Linked DNA regions of Hordeum vulgare: region 1 is linked to region 2. The links are chromatin contacts, called in public Hi-C maps. All regions are on one chromosome and are shown on one strand. Each heading gives the region's core, a stretch centred on a gene start, on an enhancer-like site or on the middle of the called end of the contact. The rest is flanking DNA. Distances are from core to core; before and after follow the strand shown. Region 1 holds the start of LOC123443614 (ubiquitin-like-specific protease ESD4). Region 2 holds the start of LOC123443613 (AMSH-like ubiquitin thioesterase 3).

The links. A called contact is a pair of places that touch in the nucleus more often than the background predicts.
Region 1: a contact with region 2 is called in a Hi-C map of leaf, with 4 times the contacts expected there. The contact joins the promoter of LOC123443614 here to the promoter of LOC123443613 in region 2. A contact is called at or near these places in 2 of 6 Hi-C or Micro-C datasets (leaf and seedling).

The regions. Positions count from the first base shown.
Region 1 is chr3H:249,562,195-249,567,074 of MorexV3_pseudomolecules_assembly, reverse strand. It overlaps LOC123443614 (ubiquitin-like-specific protease ESD4), which reads left to right and starts at 3,548. Exons shown (of 9, transcript XM_045120081.1): 1 at 3,548-4,362. The coding sequence starts at 3,670.
Region 2 is chr3H:249,375,619-249,380,034 of MorexV3_pseudomolecules_assembly, reverse strand. It overlaps LOC123443613 (AMSH-like ubiquitin thioesterase 3), which reads left to right and starts at 1,909. Exons shown (of 14, transcript XM_045120078.1): 1 at 1,909-2,173; 2 at 2,417-2,481; 3 at 2,569-2,656. The coding sequence starts at 2,051.

The DNA of each region.
Region 1 (4,880 bases), core at 2,299-4,798, 190 kb before region 2:
TTTCCCCCTCGCGGAGAGAAGTTTCCGTGACGGGAATCGCTGTGCTGGAGACCAAAAGTGCTTCTGTCCTAGTTCCGCCTCGAGACGACGGCCTCGTCCCAAAAGTCTTATTCTTATTTTTTTCTAGGGTAAATGGTTTTGGATAGGAGAAAATCATCATCAATGGATCTATATGGCCCCCATAAACCTGGGTGGCGCGCTCGAGGGGGGGGGGGCGCCCCGAGGGCTTATGAACCCATCAAGGTTCTTCTTTGGGATCTTTTCTTTCCATTTTTTATACTATTCCAAAATAAATCTTCTTAATTTTTCACGTCATTTTGAGTTCTCAGAATTTCTATGTATTAAGTAGCTTTTCCAAATCAGAATTCCAACTGCCGTTGATCCCTTTCCTTTGATGTATCTTGCATTTTAAGAGAGAAAAGCATTGGAATTGCATCATAATATGTAATATAACTTGAAAACAAGATATATAATAGTAGGAAAAGATGATGCAAAATGGACGTATCACGACACCATGCCGACACTTGGCTCGCGCAAACAAACCACCCCGATAGAGGGGCCCGCGCATGATTCGACATCGTAGGCGTAATGCATGCCCGACTGACGCGAGCGACGCAACCTACCCAGAGCCAAAGGCCGACGACACGTGGGTCTACTTTCTTTGTCGCACCTGAGCACGCTGAAAACCACCATGACGATGGCCCTAAGAGCACATGCGATCCACCCGTCATGGATCCCCGAGGCGCACCCCTCGGGTGTGCGTCGTCCGACAAATCGGATGATGAGAGCCCATGAAGACCCCTCGACACGCCAGCACAAAACGGACAATGTGGAGGACACTCTCCCGTGGAGGCTCCCACGAGGTGGATAGTCCAACATCCTTTTATAGCAGTAATATGTCAGGCACAAGCAATCAAGCCGAATCAAATCTTTTGAATTAATTCGATCAAATCAAATTACTTCCTCGATTAGGATGTGATGGACGATGACATATTCCACACACAACTGGTATTGAGCCTCTAAAATACGTATGACAACGTTGCAATCTCACGGACAATTAGCTAGTTCAAGTAAAATACACCGACACACTTCTAGACGCATGTTTAAGCTCCGTTCTCCTTGCCACCGTTCATTCCAACAACGACATCTTATAATTACATTCATTGTCCACATTATAGTTTCCTAGACGGGGTGGCCCACGAGCATGCATGCTCGACACACAACTAGATAAGTCGTGCATGATCCGTGGCACATCATGTGTCGTGCTCATCCATTAAGGTAAGGTCGCCGACTAACATGACCAATTATTATTTATATTTTTAAATTAAGCTATTGGCCTAAAAGGTCAAAAATGACCAATAAGCCGAAAAGCATGTGGCCCATGTGCTGGCACATCAAGACCCACTTATAAACTGGCCGTCGTGGGTCGTGCCAGCCTGACCTGTTTAGACGCATGGCGGGCTCGTCATTTGATCTACTCCTACCTCCTTAGCAAAACACAAGCATTGTGTGCTACTCCCTCATTTTCGGATTATATGGCTCAACTCAAGAATCTCATTAACCAAGTTAGATGATGAGCGGTGGAATAATTTTAATAGTTTGCAAAAGTACTTAATTAATGCGCTCCTTTTCCACAAAATATTATATTTACCAATGCATTAATTACAATGCATGCATGCACGACCAATAAATAACTAAAAACTTTACATGCATTGATGAGTTTTGTTTTAATCCTTGCATGCAGAGATTTATTGCACCTCGATATTTGAGCACATGATGTGAATCACTAGAAATGAGACCAATAAAATGGGAAAACAAAAATTTTGAGATAAGTCGTGTAAACCGGAAAAGAGGTAGTCACAGCTAAAAATGATTTTCTCAAGAGAAGAAGGAGATAAAAAATAAAAGGAAACGTTCCCAACCGGACGAACGATCGCGCGTCCCACCGGTCTCGTGGGCAGCGTACGATCCGGCTTCATCTAGTGGGCTCGTGTTGCACCCATGCACACATGCTGGTGGGCCTCGGCTAGTTTTTTTAGCTACGCAACCGCTTTTCTTTCTATACTTGTCTCTAAATCTTTACCCTAATTGTGTCATTTCTTTATATCTTTCTCTTTTACAATTGGGAAGCGTTTTCCTTCAACGCGTCGGTGGAAGCAACGCGCCGGTAGCTCGCTGTCCACGCATCTCGCGCGCGACCCGCGCGTATGGCTACAACCAATGTCCAAATTTGCTACATTTATTCACTAAAAAAGCTGCATATACATTTGGTTGTAACCCAGTTCGTCAGATTTTTGCTACAACCGGTATCATTTTTTGCTGCAACCGTTCACTAAAAAAGCTGCATACACGTTCGTCATAGTTGTAACCCGAGTTCATCGAATTGTTTTGCTACAACCTTTTTTATTTTGCTACCACGCATCATCAACTTCGTTTTTTGTTACGACCACGTTCATATATTTTTGCTACAACTATATTTTTGTTACAACCGTAAACAAAAATTAATGCACCGTGAACGAAATTTATTGCATCGAAATAATTTTGCTACAATACATGAAAATTGAGAAAATTGGCTATTTACCACTTTCAATATCGGGCTTCGCAAAATTGCCACTTTCATAATTGACTTCGTAAAAATGCCACCTAGCTCCTTTGCACTTTGATTATCATGCCATTTTTTCATTTTCTATTGCTTTTCTTTTTATTTTCCATTTTCTAGGACCTAAAAGGACCAAAGTACCCCTGATGCTATCTTCACGTACTTTGGAACCAAATCAATACTCCAAGAGGATGAGTGCTGCCTGCCGAGAATGCCCGTGCTTGCCACATCCCTGCGCCTGGACTTCTTGGGTCAATCGCTGGGCGTAGCCACCATCTCCTAGACATCACGCGCTGCCATTTTCCTTGACGTTGTGTACTGCCGATCTCCACGACTTCGTGTCCCGACGATCACCTTGGTGTCTTGTGCTGTCGATCTCCTCGGCATTGCGTCCTACCCGTCACCCGGCACCACACGCAAGGGCGAGCACCCACGGCGGGCTGCGCTGTCGCGTCCAGGCGTGCACAAGCACCTGCGGCGAGCTGCGCTGGGACACGGAAGGATCCGCGGCGCGAGAGCGAGCTGGATCGGCACGTGCAGACATGGACGAGCGTCGACGGAGAGCTGCAATGACGAGTGACGACGAGAACTTGCAGCGGCGCACAACCATGGGCGAACACCGGCGGAGTTCGGATAGCTAGCGCAGGCATCAGTGAGGTATGGCGGCAAGCAAGCCCGGCGACAAGAACGAGCTAGACTAGAACAATACGATACAACCAATCAGACCACAAACGCACTAGATAAGGTTGAAACAGCTAAAGGATACTTTGGTCCTTTTAGGTCCCAAAAATGGAAAAGAAAAAGAAAAGCAATAGAAAAATAAAAAATGACATGATAATCAAAGTGCAAAGGAGCTAGGTGGCATTTTTACCAAGTCAATCTTAAAAGTGGTAATTTTGCGAAGCCCAGTATTAAAAGTGGTAAATAGCTAATTTTTTCCATGAAAATCTAACGATGCATACGTGGTTTGGGAAAAAAGAGGGGATCCCCGGCTCCTCGCTTCGGCAAGGCCACGCTCTGCTGCGCACCCCAAATTTTTTTTCGCCTGGTTAGGGTTTCCGCCGGCGGCGATGGGCGCCCTCACCGAAAGCCGCAAGCGCGTCTCCGCCGACCACCGCCTCCTCCCCTCCTTCCCTTCCTCCGCTCCATCTCCCTCCAAGAAGCCCAAGCTCGCACCCCTTCTCCCCACCGCCCCTCCTCTGCCTCTCCACTCGTCTTCTCACGTCCCCTCGTCGACCTCCTCGGCTGCGCCGGGTCCCATTTCGTCAACCGCCTCCGCCTCCACCTCCTCCTCATTTTCCTCGTTGCGCCCCAGCCGCCGCCGCCTTCCCCCGCGACCGCCGGTCCAGCGCCCCATCCATGGGCCCAAGCGCGTCATCCGTGCCTTCGGCCTCGGAAATACCCGCTCCAACTCCGATCCATCGTCTTGTTCTCAGTCCCCGCCACCACAACCTCTCGGCCTCGACCAGTACGTCGACCTTGTCAATAGTGTCACTCACCCCCCGCCGCCTACTCCCCTCGCCTATGTGCCGAGAGGCGCGAAAGCTACCGTTGAGGTGGTCGCCGTCGATGACCTTGGAGATATAAAGCAGGACGAAGAGGAGCGAGACGAGGTGAAGGGTGAGGTCGTAGTGAGGAAGGTGACTCTGTACAAGGATCTGTATGAGGCGTCCAGCCGGCAGCGCGACGATAGGCTCAGGATACTTGAGTTTGAGGTGTGTCTTGCCGAGAAGGGCCGACTTGGATTTGAGCCGCTCCCCAAGGTCCGTCCGCAAATCACGCCCAACAAAAAGGTGTACTCTCGATCATCCTTTATCTGTTTGTCATAAATGAATTGTATAATGACTTTATACAATGCAGAGTTTGCAGAGTTGTTGCTATACATTTACTCAAACTTACTTGCATTAGGTAAAGGGCCTGACACAATAAAATTTGTGGATTCTTGTCCCCAAGTGCTAGAGCTGAGACCATAGCCGTAAACCTTGATATGCTCATGAAACAAGAAAGCTGTTGTGAACAAGAGCTTTTTCTGAGAATCTGATTATGGAAGCAACTAATTATGTCCACTTAAAAATTATTTCTTAACTAAACCGGCGGCTTACAATTGGTTTGAGTTCCTGGAAAGGATTAGGTTCGTGTGAAGCAATGGAGCAGCTTGTTCATCTTTTTTTATACTATCTGTATGTACTGATTTTTCAGGCCTGGAAAGCAGTGTTTATTTTGCGAAATGATTATTAGGTAATAATAGAACGCTGTAACTGAGAGGCATTTCTATGAAATA
Region 2 (4,416 bases), core at 660-3,159:
CCGGGTAGACCGTACCACCTATACCCTCTAAATGTGCTAGTCTACCACTTCGAGAGCTTCACACAACTTACTCAACTATGCCAGAGCCCATAATAGCTTGCGGCTGCACACGTAAGTTTCAGGTATGAATAGTCTTATGATCCCTTTGAACCTGGGTGGCGGACCTTAGGATGATCACACGGTTCCCCCGGGATATCCTCACAGCCACTGGGGATTCCAAGGTGCCTCAAGCAATCCACCCATATGTGTATTTAAGTAGACACCTTAAGTTAACCTTTAATTAACAATACACACATCTGTCATGGAATCACTCACCCAATAACGTCTACGAGCATATCATAGCAATAATAACATAACATAGAAGTAACTCCCAAAAGTTTGACAGTAGACATGTAATAGGTTCTACCTGTGTATCTACTTCCCAATACTCACATGTTAATTAGATCCTAACCATGCAATGTGTGTGGGTGGATCTAATGCAATAAAACTGGGTAATAGGGGATATGATCAAAGTGTTACTTGCCTTACTGATGATCCGCAAAACCTAGGGACTCGTAGTAGCACGCTTCACAATCCGTGTATTCTATCACAACAAACAATAGCACACATAAGCAACAATATAGATGCACCGGTAAAATCGAATAAGATCTAACCAGAAAGTTCAAGTAAAGAACTCCGGTTTGCAAAAAGAATCAAATCAAACGGATCAACGAAACTCAAACTGCGAAAAAACGGGATTCGTTTACTAATCTGGACTAAAGTCAAAATTTTATTTGTAAAAATCTTGTGCAAGTGGATTAATCGGAAAGAGATTTTCGTGACGAAAATCTGGGCGTTTGAATCACCTGATTTCGATAAACGAGCGAAAAGTTAAATTAAAACGAAATTCGGATCAGGAATCGCGATCGAAATTAATCACGGAAAAATCCCCGAAAATAAATCTAACGAACAGACGGAAGAACGAACGTTCGTCGTGTGAAACTAATTAACGAATAGTGTTGGTTAAAACGAACGTACGGACGAACGTCCGTTAATTAAATAAACCAAAATAAATAAATAAATAAATCTGAGAAAAATATGTATATATATATATTTTTCCTACCTCGGGCGGCGGGCTGCGGCTAGGGTTTGTGCGCATGGGGTCGGGCGGCTTATATAGGCCTCCGGGGTCGGTTCGTTTTTTAAAACCGAACAAGATAGAAAATTAAAACGAAAGTCCATACGAACTCCGATTTCGATGAAACAAATCTTGCCGAATTTGTAAAACGAGTTCTACAATGTGGACATTTTTAAAAGACCGAAATAATATTTTAAAAAACGCGTATTTTCGTAAATCAAATAAAATAGCAAATAAAATCCAAATAAAAATTATTATTTGGCTTTAATATTTCCTCTCAAATATTTCTAAATTTTGGAAAAGTCATTTTATTTCCTCTCTCATATTTTTATATATGAAATATTTGAAGAGAAAAATAATTAAAATCAATGATCCTCTTTTCATTATTTGAGAAAATCCCAATATGAAAATAAATAAATTCCCAACTCTCTCCAAGAATACTTGAGTTGCTTAGAATTTTTTTGGATCAGTAATTATGCAAATAAAATATGATATGCAAGATACTATAATGCAATAACATTTCAAGTTGAAAATTTGAGATGTTACAGTGGTGGGACCCACGCAAAAGTGGGTGACTTATAAGTTTTAAATTAGGATAGAACAACTTATGACTTATAAAACTTATGACTTATAAATTAGGTGACTTACAAGTTGAGTCTGTTTGATAAAATAACTTACTTTTTACACTTTTCAGATCAATTATTTGAAACCAAACAGGTCCTAAGATTTGACCGGAATAATCCATCAATTGCCTAAAATACCTAGTACGAAGGCGGTACACCGCCAGAACGACTACTTCGCCGCGTGGAATGCGAGTGCGTGCTAATTCCCGAAGTCTGCCGCTCCTTTCCTAACCCGCGTAGCTAATTCTTGTCACTAATTCTCGTCGCAAACTTCTGGCCGGAGGAGGAGAGGAGCTCGCCAGACAAGGCCATGGGGCCACCGCAGCCTGCCAAGGGCATCATCAGCATCGAGGCCTGCGCGCGGCCGATCGCCATCGACCACCGCATCAGCCTCCCCTACTACTTCCGCATCGCGGGCACCCTCCTCCGCCAGGTCAAACCCTAACCATCTTCGAAATCTCTCGCGCGGAATTCCTACCACCACTATAGATCTGCCCTTTTGGGGCTGAAATTTAACTTCTAGCTGGTCTTTCGCGCAATTCGCGGTTGTTTTCTTGTTCTGTTAACACGCGATGTGATGAATTTGGTTTGTACGTAATTAACGTTAGTGCTACCGTATTTTTGTTGGAATTGTTCCAGACGGTGCTAAAATTTTGTTCTTTTATGTGCTGCACAGGCCAAGATATATCGAGACGAGAAGAACATCCTCGACCTGTATGTCATCCTCCTGAGATATACAAGGTTGGCTGAACGTTGATTGATTAATCCTGATATTCGCTTCTTACTATTGTGATGATCAGTTAACGCCTGACGTCTGACCTGCTGCAGCTTGCTGTGTGAGACCATCCCCAAGCACCGTGATTACCCCGTATTCAAGTTGAGGGAGGCAGAGTTCGTCAGAAATGCCAACTCCTCTGTAATTCCTCTTACGAGCTCAGTAACTACTGTGTTTATGGTATCAAACAATTAAAGTATTACTCTCTCCGTCCCATAATATAAGAGCGTTTTTGGTAGAGGCTAGGGTTCTACCAGGTCTCGGACGTAGGTTGTAGGGGTGGAAGTGCGGGCTGCGAGGTTGGGGACGCCGGCGCCGGCGGTTGGGTGCCGTCGCGGCGTGAGAGAGAGAGAGAGAGACGGCTATGGTTTGGGGCTCCCGTCTCCGACAACAGAATACTGTTTATTGTCTGCTTAATATCGAAGGGGTACATGTGTTTATATAGGAGGACAACCTCCACTGAACCCTAGATATCTTGGACTCTAATATAACTTGGACTTCTAATATAACTTGGACTCTAATATACCTAAGATAACTAGGGCTAAGCCCGTAACTAACCCTGCCCATTGGGCCTCCTCCGTTGGTACGTTGTACCGGTCATAACATCTCTCCCCGCCTTCTCAAACAGCTCGTCTTCGAGCTGAACATCTGGAAACTGCTGGCGGAAATCGTCGAGCTTCTCCCAAGTCGCTTCCTCCTCTGGCAGGCCGGTCCACTGTACCAAGACATGCTAGACGCCGCGACGCTATTGCGCCTGCAGCAGCTTCGCCACCTGTGCGGAAGCTGGAAGGAGGCGGCCATCCGAAGTAGGAGGAAGGGCCGGCGTCGCTGCAGGAGGGTCCCCGCGGTAGGCCTTCAGTAATCCGACATGGAAGACGTCGTGGAGGCGAGAACCAGCTGGCAGCTCCAAGCGGTATGCGAGTGTACCGACACGCTCCAGCACAGGAAAGGGACCGGCGTAGCGAGGTCCCAATTTGCGCTTGGAGCGCGGGTCCAGAGACTGCGTGGTCCTGTGGAGGAGGCGCAACCACACCCAATCGCCCACCGCGAACTCCGCCTCGCGATGATGAGCATCATAGTACTTCCGAGCCAGCTGCTGTGCTTGGACAAGACGCTGGCGCGCCTCAGCCAGAATGTCGTCGCGGGTGCGGAGTAAGTCGCCCGCCGTCTCGGACCGAGCTGTCCCAGGCTCGTAAGGGAGCATCGCCGGAGGTGGGCGCTCGTAGACCACCTCGAAAGGCGTGGTGCGAAGGGCGGAGTGATAGGAGGTGTTGTAGCAGTACTCCGCCCACGCCAACCAGTCCACCCATGCTTGTGGACGATCACCAGTAACACAACGAAGGTACATGGCGATCACCTTGTTGACCACCTCGGATTGGCCGTCTGTCTGAGGGTGGAACGCCGTGCTCATCGGAGCTTCACGCCCGCTAGTCGAAAGAGATCCCGCCAGACATGTCCCGTGAACACGGGATCATGATTGCTGACGATGGACGAAGGAAAACCGTGGAGGCAGACGATGCCGTCGAAGAAGGCCCGCGCCACGGAAGCGGCTGTATATGGATGACCCAGGGCGATGAAGTGCGCGTACTTGGAGAAGCGGTCAACCACCATGAGGATGACGGACTTGCCGCCCACCTTGGGAAGACCCTCGACGAAGTCCATGGAAATATCCGCCCATACCTGGGAGGGTACGTTCAGTGGCTGCAGTAGACCCGCGGGTCGTAGTGTCTCCGTCTTGTTCCGCTGGCACGTCACGCACGACCGCACCCAGTCGCGGACCATCGCGCCCATAACCGGGGATGTAAAAATCAGCACGGAGACGATGGAGAGTCTTCTGCACGCCCTCGTGCCCTGCAGAGTGCGCCAAGGTCAGGACCTGGTGGCGCAGGTCGCCATGGTCG